Regions from separate parts of the Mus musculus genome. Here region 2 is linked to region 1. Evidence: chromatin contacts called from public HiChIP or PLAC-seq data. All regions are on one chromosome and are shown on one strand. Each heading gives the region's core, a stretch centred on a gene start, on an enhancer-like site or on the middle of the called end of the contact. The rest is flanking DNA. Distances are from core to core; before and after follow the strand shown.

Region 1 (3,934 bases), core at 857-3,356:
TTAGTTGAGTATCCTCTGAAAAGCAAGGCCACTGGGGTAGCGAGAGCACAAGACGAGATGAGGCCCACATGTCAGCAGGGGACCTGCTGGGTGTGTTGGCTCTGACTCTGGAGGAGATGAGTCCCTGGAGAGTTCTGATTAGAGGTGCCACTTGATTAGACTTAGGCTCGAAGTGATAACTCACTTCGTGTGAGATCATTCACTTCCAGTGCTGTGGGGAGAATGGAGCTGAGGAGAACGGGTGTGATGAGAGGAGCAAGTCACTCACTCACAGGTTAGTCCAGAAATTCAGAAGTCAGGCAAACCATAGTCCACATTGTGGGGTCCAAATAGAGAGAAATGTCTGGGCTACGTTTAGGCTTGATGTTGCAGACTTGAACTATGGGAGGGTGAGGTCAGGAAAATGTAGACTCAGCTCAAAGTTACATGTTCGCTCTACTTGTTTCTAGAGTAGTGACAAATAGCACACCAGAGGGGCAGATTTTTTCCACACACACAGACCCTTTCTTTTTTGCCTCAAGCCTCATTCCTTCGTATAGACCATTCTTCACCCACACAAACCAAACACCTTCTTTCTTAATATCCCAGTTTAGATTCTAGGGCACAGCTGGATGCAAAGAGTAAATTTTCATGTTGGGTGATGAGAATTGCCACAATTGGTTGGGTCTTTCAAAATACCTGACCGAGAAGCTATTAAACCTCCTCAACCCAAACTGACAATCCACACCTCAGGTGATCAATCCACGCACATATGTGGCCTGGAACGGCACACTGCACTCCACCTGGACCATGCAATAGGGCAACTATGGCTTTTTTAAATGAACAAATAAAACAACAACAAATCCAACTCTTCTATGCAGCAGCCTGGGGGTTTGTCCAGAGCTCACTGCTTTACCGGGTACTAACAATAAAAGCCTAGTGTAAGACTGCAGTCCTTTCTTTAAGGAGTGCTAATTGGAGAAAAGCTCTGTTCGCATTGGCGGGGGTGGGGGAGGAAGGTGTCATCATGCTGGGTGATTCTTTAGAAAAACGCTGTTTCAGTGTCTACTTGCACTTTGAGTAATTCAAAATAAGCCCATGAGTCGGCACTGAGGAGAGCACTTGCTAATCAATCTAACAAATGCTTCGGAATTAACAGGTCAAGGCCTCTTCATAAATGCGGGGACCAGAGGCTTGGAAAGCATTTGATTCTCCTATATACTGCAAACATTTTTCGTCATAACTTCACAATGCTCATTGTTCTGTTTTGGGGGTCTGAGCACAACCTGGAAGCCCTCTGGGGGACCACACTTCCAGGATGACTGGAATCTAAAATCCGAAGGGAAGGTGGCCTTCCTTCTGCCTAAGGTGCCTTGGTGCTTTCCCTTTGTTCCCAGTGGTGCTGGAGATTGAACCCAGGACCCTGAGGGCAAAGCAAGAGCCATGTCATTGAGTTAGACCCTCAGCCCTTTTCTTATTCATTTCTACGAATCAAAAAGTTCTGACTTTGGAAGCTGAACTCAAAGGTTACTTATTGGTAATGACGCTCCTTAGGCCGTCAAACTGGCCATCCTCTTGCCTCAGAGTATTGTGACCATTCGGCTAGCATGACTGAAATGCGTGTGCCTGACATTTTCTGTCCCCTGTTGAGTTTCCCGAGGATGGGGTTATGCCTAACTCACTTGCTTACTCTGCCTTGTGACATACAGCAGTTTTGCTTGGTGATAGTGCTATGTTCTGTTTGCCATTCCTTGGTGACTCTGTAAGGCAAGGCCTAGGTTCAGCTGCCCCACTGGGATCCAAAATAAGAAAGGCTAAAACAACAAAGTAGTTTCCTTCTCATTTACATTGCCAAAATCACCACGAGGAGGGAATGGCTTATCACGCTGTACAGTTCTGGAAAGCCAGGCCTGGCCCTCTCAGCTAATGCCTCAAGCAGTCTGGAGCAGCAGCCATGTTGTTGGTCTGTCACACCGTTGAACGGAGGACAGACACTGGGAATACCAAGAAGAAATTTCTTGTAAAGTTCTCATGATAATTACTTTAACCTAAGATATGTAGGTATAAAACAGAACAGAAAGCCGGAGAAGGAAGTGGCCATAAATACTCCCAGCCATCTAGGGGAACCGAATTTGATTCTAAGCTTCTTGGAAACTACGTAGAAAAAGAGAACACAATGGGACAGTGGATTTCTCTTTCTAAAGAGACAAAACTTATGAACTCATCTGCTGGAGAAACCAAATTTTCATGGTTATTAAAATGAAAATAGCATCGCCCCCCCCCCCCACAGTTGGCGTTTAAGCATAATAAGGTCTCTCATAGTGAGAATGCAAGGGGAGGGAGAAGAGAAGAAAAAGGAGAAGAGGAGGAGGAGGCAGAGGAGGGGGAAGAGGAGGAGGAGGAGGAGGAGGAGGAGGAGGAGGAGGAGGAGGAGGAGGAGGAGGAGGAGGAAAGAGAGAGACCTATCAAACCCCTCTAAGGCATTCAGCACAAACTCTCTGCACTGTCTGGCCCCCTCTCCGGTCTTGGCTTCTGCTGTTACCCTCTATCATAAATGCTTTTGTGAAGGACAATATTAAGTTGGTCCCGGCTCTGACTCTATTCCAGTACTTATCTGCTAGGCATTCTTAATTTTCTGAAACACTTGACCTTGATTAAATCACGCCCTTTATTTCTTTTGCATAAAACTTTACTGGTTTCGCTCCTGATCGTGTGCAGTGTTCTTTCTTGATTTCCCTTTGAGACTAGTTGGGTCCCATTCTTCTTTTAAATATCAGCAACCTTCTGGCTTTCTTTTTCTGGGTACCTCCCTTCCTTCCTTGCTTCCCTCCCTTCCTTATTTCCTTCCTTTTTTAACTCATTCCTTGCTTCTTCCCCTTTCTAGGAAATGCCATCTGCCCTTATGATTTTAATTTATTCTCTAAATTTTAATAATTCACAGTTTTAGCCTCACATTACAATGTACACTTGGGTTAACTCTTTAGATTTTTAAATTTGAATTATTTATATGTGTTTACACTTGTTCGTGTTTGTCTGTGTGGGTATATACACACATGTATTAAGATTTCTGTGAAGGCCAGAAGAGGACCCTAGATGTTCTGGAACTGAACCAACAGGGTGGATACTGGCAACTTAACCCAGGTCCTCCGCAGGAGCAACATCAACATGGTATCTCCAGTTCCTACTTGGGTTTGAAATTTGCATATTCAACATTCTCCTGACTTAGTTTATACATCCCTTTACTTCTGCATGTCTCAGATTGATAGTTGTCTTCCTCCTAACCTTTGTTACCCCTTGTGTTTTTCATCTCAATGAAGGGCTCTATCTTCCACTCAAATGTTCAAGACTGAATAGTAGTGGGGTTTAACTTTTCTCTGAACTCTGCTCCCCCCAAACCTCAACAATCTTCAATCACAGGGCACTACTAACTCCAGTTCCTAAATCTCCCTTTAGCTATTCTCCTAATCCTATTCCCAGGGACATGACCTAAGAGCAGTGGAATTCTGTTGTAACACAGAGTCAGACTCCTGTCCCTGGCTTGCTTTTCTTCTAACTGGATCCTACAAGTATGAACTTGTCTTAAAGTGTAAAGCATAGTGCATCTCAATATAGCCCTAGTTCTATACCCAAAACTATCTACCCCTGCCTGTGTCTCCCAGTTTACCTCTTCCTTGTCAAACTTCAAAGAGCACACTGTCCCCAACTGCACCACTTCTTAACCACACCTGCTCATCGTCGCCATGTGCTGCTCCCATCCACCCACCCGTCTCCTGGAGTATCAGCTTTTAACTCTCACCTTAAAAACAACCTAGCTGTTATTTATTCACGGACATATATTTCATATATGTATGCAGTGTATCATGGTCATATTATGGTATTGTCTTTCATGCAGTTTTTTTATGTGCATGGCTGTTTGGCCTGCATGTATGTACGCACGGCACATGTACAGAGTATG
Region 2 (3,934 bases), core at 584-3,083, 320 kb after region 1:
TTTTATTTAAAACTACAACAAAATATTTTCATAAAAGTACTACCTAACACTGTGATGGTTTATGTATGCTTGGCCCGGGGAGTGGCACTATCAGAAGGTGGGGCCTTGTTGGAGTAGGTGTGTCACTGTGGGCATGGGCTTTAATACCCTAGTCCTAGCCGCCTGGAAAAGAGTCTCCTACTGACCTCCAGATGAAGATGTAGAACGCTCAGCTTCTCCTGCACCATGCCTGCCTGGGTGCTGCCATGCTCCTGCCTTGATGATAATGGACTGAACTTCTGAACCTGTAAGCCAGTCCCAGTTAAATGTTGTTCTTTATAAGAGTTGCCATGGCCATGGTGTCTGCTCACAGCAGTAAAACCCTAAGACAAACACCAATTCCAAGCATCCAAATTGACAGACTGGGAGCCACCGTACCTCTCTGGCCTTTCGCCCCTGCCCACCTGGAAGCATCTCCACCTTTAGCCTTACCTGCATGAACCTTTGTAACTTGAAATAGTTCACGGTTCTATACCATGAGACTCCCCTGTTAGGTTTACAAAGAGTTAAGCAGGGTTCCTGGCTGGCAGGGGTTGGGGGTTGGGAGGGTGCTTCTGAGGCTGGGGAAGGGGAGAGCAGGAAAACTGTTGGGACTGACAGTTCTAAGAGGATAACTTCACCATCTAACCACTTATGTCCAAAGAGGAAACTGAGGCCCGTTTGTTAAGATACAAACTTTGTAACTTTTTGACCCAGGAAGTTTTGAGAGTGATAATAAGGAAATGATTATAGAGTGCTTTGAGCTTTTCAGAGACAAGTAGTATTTAAAATACAAGGTATTATTACCTCCATAGAGTTTTTCTTTTGACTACCACTGTGCTTGAAAATGTGGGCAGAACACCGTTATTTTTCAAAACTCAGGTATTTCAAAAAAAAAAAAAATCCACGTGCACAATACCTACCCTCAGCCCTATAAACTAAGGCTCAGCTCTCTTGTCACTCGATAATTTAAACGTTCAAAGAGATCTGGTATTAGCTTTATCAGCTAACTTGGCCGCATTCCACGGGAGACATTTACCCTCTCCAACTCACACTTCGATCCTGCAATATGAAGGAAGGACTGCTTGATCAACCGTGAAAACAGTATTACATTTGAGGTCGTACATACAAGTACCAAACATCGCTCACTACAGGTATAAGGGAGGAACATGTCTTTCAAAGACCCTAAATAAATCAGGGCAGCCCAGGGCCAGCTGGTTCCTTGACAGAGGACCCATTGCTGAATCTTAGAACGCAGTCTCGTGAGAGGATTCCACGTGTACTCCATGACTGAGCTGCCTGTGTCTTGAAAGATTCCAAAACTGACAGTTCAAGTCCCGGTTTCATGTGTGTAGTCCGTTCCCCGAGGAGGCCCTGGAGTGTCCCCCTCTGCTTGCTTCATTGGCCTACAACAAGAGTCATACTAATGGGATGCAGAAAGGCGCGTGTATCCTTACAGGGGTGGCACTGAGGGTGCAGGCTCTGAAAAGAATCAGACGCTGGTTCACACCCCAGGGCTCTATGGCTGGAAACAGGTTGCTTGTCTGCTCTGAATCTTTGGTTCCTCATTAAAGATGGGAGGAGGCTATTAATAGCTTTTTTTTTTCTTTCCTGGGGTTGTTTTGAGAATTTAAAGCAAGCACTGAGACCAGGACACAGGAAAGACTCGATTCGCGTTAGCGCTTATTAAAAAGCAGTAACAGTCCATGTACCCCGGGGCTTACTGTTATTTCTTCGGAGTTCTGCTTTCAGTGCACAGTGGAACTAAAGATAACCATGCAGCTATTGTCTCTGACCCGCCTGGGTGCTCTTACTAGAACGAAAGGAAAAAGGAAATACACGGTGGCCCAGAATGGGGCTCCAGAGAAATCCAAAATGAGCTGCGGTCTAAAAGCGACTTCTTCTCTCCAAGCCTATTTTTAGCCAGCTGTGAACTTCTCTAATACGCAAAGAGTGATGCTGGGCTCCCTGAATAGCTCCGCTGACGAGCTCCTGCCTGCTTCTGCTACTATGGGAATTTATGGAGCTCTGGTCTCACACTTCATTAAAGAAATATACGGTGGTGCAGAGACAGGAGGCCAGACACCTATAACTCTTGTCTCAATCTCACAGTGATAAATCTTAGTAGTGCCTCATTTGTGGAGGAAAAAGGAGTAACCAAAGAGATGCTATCTACAGCCCCTTTGTGGCTGGCTTGACTTGGCTTGCTTTTTCTTCTTTTCTTTGCTCTAGATCTTTTTTGTTTTGTTTTCTTTTTTTTTTAAGAGTTGTTTATAATAGATAACTTTGTTAAGAGGTTATCAAAACAAGAGGTCTAAGTCAAAAGTACTCTCAAACCTGTAAGATACAAGTTTATAACAAAGACCTAGATCACTAATGCTAAGGAATTGTTTTTCACATACAACGTTGTTCATGATGGCCAAGAGGATCAATAGGTTCACTGTAACTGTGTTGGGTCAAAACTCTCTAGATTTATTTAATGGCAGTTGGGTTCTGGTGACTCCATTGCCAACCCTCACACACAGTCTGGTGCTGAGGGTGGGATGGAAGGAAAATATGGCACCTGTGCCACAAAACAAATACTTCTAAGAATCCCTGCATCTGTTTCCTGTTTTTACCATCTTAGCTAGAATTAGGTCCAGTGGCCACCCACGGTGGGAAGATGACTTGAACAAAAGACTTGGAAAGGTCAGACTTCCAAAGTGTACCTGTCATGGTCCTGATTAATAACTGCTAAAGAACCAAAAGAAAGCTGGGTATGGTGACCCAGGCATTCACTCCCAACACTTGAAGGAGTCCCAAGTTAGCTGAGCTATATATAGTGAGGCCCCGTCTGAAAAACAAAACCAAGCAAGCAAAATAAGGAAAAGAGAGAGGTTAAAGAATAGATAAACAGTGTTGGGGCTGTAGTCCAACAGTAGGGTACTTGCCGAGCACACCCAAGGCCCTGATTGAATTCCAAGCACCCCAAAACAAAGGACAACAGCAAAAGCTGGCTAAGGGACCATCAGCAAATGACATACCTAATGACAAGCAGACCTGCCCAGTGATTCAACCATCATTTCTTTTCTGATCCCTTCTCCATGTAACACAGGTCCCTACCCCTTCCTGCTCACTGACTAGTCCTGTGGTACAGCTTCCCAACTGTCTTGACTTCCTGCTCACTCGTCCACTCCTTGACTATTATTAAGCCGAATGGTCAAACATATGCTTCATTCATTACTCTCCTCTCTGCCCAGCACAGTGCCTGGAATATATTGATTAATCTATAAGTAACTTATCTTTATCAAATCAATATACTGTCTTTTTTATTATTAGATATTTTCTTTATTTACATTTCAAATGATACCCTCTTTCCTAGTTTCCCCTCCAGAAATCTCCTATCCCCTGCCCTCAGATCAATATACTTTCAAAAAACAAAATTGATTTATTTTCTACCATTTGGGTTTCTCTACCTAGAAACCTAGCACCAGAGTGACAGCATGCCAGAATGATTTTCCCTAATGTCAATTGAAGAATATCAGATATATTCTGTTTAACCTAAAATATCACAAGTTAATTCTTAGTGGGTTAAATCTGTTACTTATTTTAAAGCCTTTGATCTCAAGAAAGAAGAATAGACCGTCCAGAACACCAAGTTGTAATAATGACAGTATGAGGACCTCTCTGGGCTGGATGTTGTAAAGTAGGGTCCTCAGTGACAGAGAAATGGCACCCAACCATGGTTTCTGAGAAGCCCTTATTAACCTTGTGGTACCCTGGGGCCCTCCCTTGGAGTCTCCCCTTCCCTGCTTTGTCCTATGTCTTATGCGAGGCCACAGAAGTTAAACCAGGTTCGTATGTGCATACCTGTGCCAGGAATGTTAAAGAGTCGTGACAACAGTCATGCCTGCATCCAGAGGAGCCATTGGGGCCA

What was found. HiChIP or PLAC-seq counts read pairs in DNA pulled down with a chosen protein or histone mark.
Region 2: a contact with region 1 is called in an H3K27ac HiChIP or PLAC-seq map of microglia, with 6 times the contacts expected there. The contact joins two enhancer-like sites. A contact is called at or near these places in 1 of 15 datasets of contacts at CTCF or cohesin (the NIH/3T3 cell line), 2 of 484 Hi-C or Micro-C datasets (the C10 cell line and bone marrow-derived macrophages), 2 of 115 datasets of contacts at active chromatin or transcription factors (embryonic stem cells and microglia) and 1 of 9 other capture datasets (embryonic stem cells).

Annotation. Positions count from the first base shown.
Region 1 is chr16:24,025,550-24,029,483 of GRCm38.p6, forward strand. No RefSeq gene overlaps it. Among named protein-coding and RNA genes, the nearest start is that of Bcl6, 39 kb to the left of the region's middle. Within about 2 kb of position 2,107, at least 15 of the 459 cell types and tissues checked have an H3K27ac peak or open chromatin away from gene starts, as enhancers often do. A contact at or near this core is called in bone marrow-derived macrophages and microglia, where this site is marked.
Region 2 is chr16:24,346,273-24,350,206 of GRCm38.p6, forward strand. No RefSeq gene overlaps it. Among named protein-coding and RNA genes, the nearest start is that of Lpp, 45 kb to the right of the region's middle. Within about 2 kb of position 1,834, at least 74 of the 459 cell types and tissues checked have an H3K27ac peak or open chromatin away from gene starts, as enhancers often do. A contact at or near this core is called in bone marrow-derived macrophages and microglia, where this site is marked.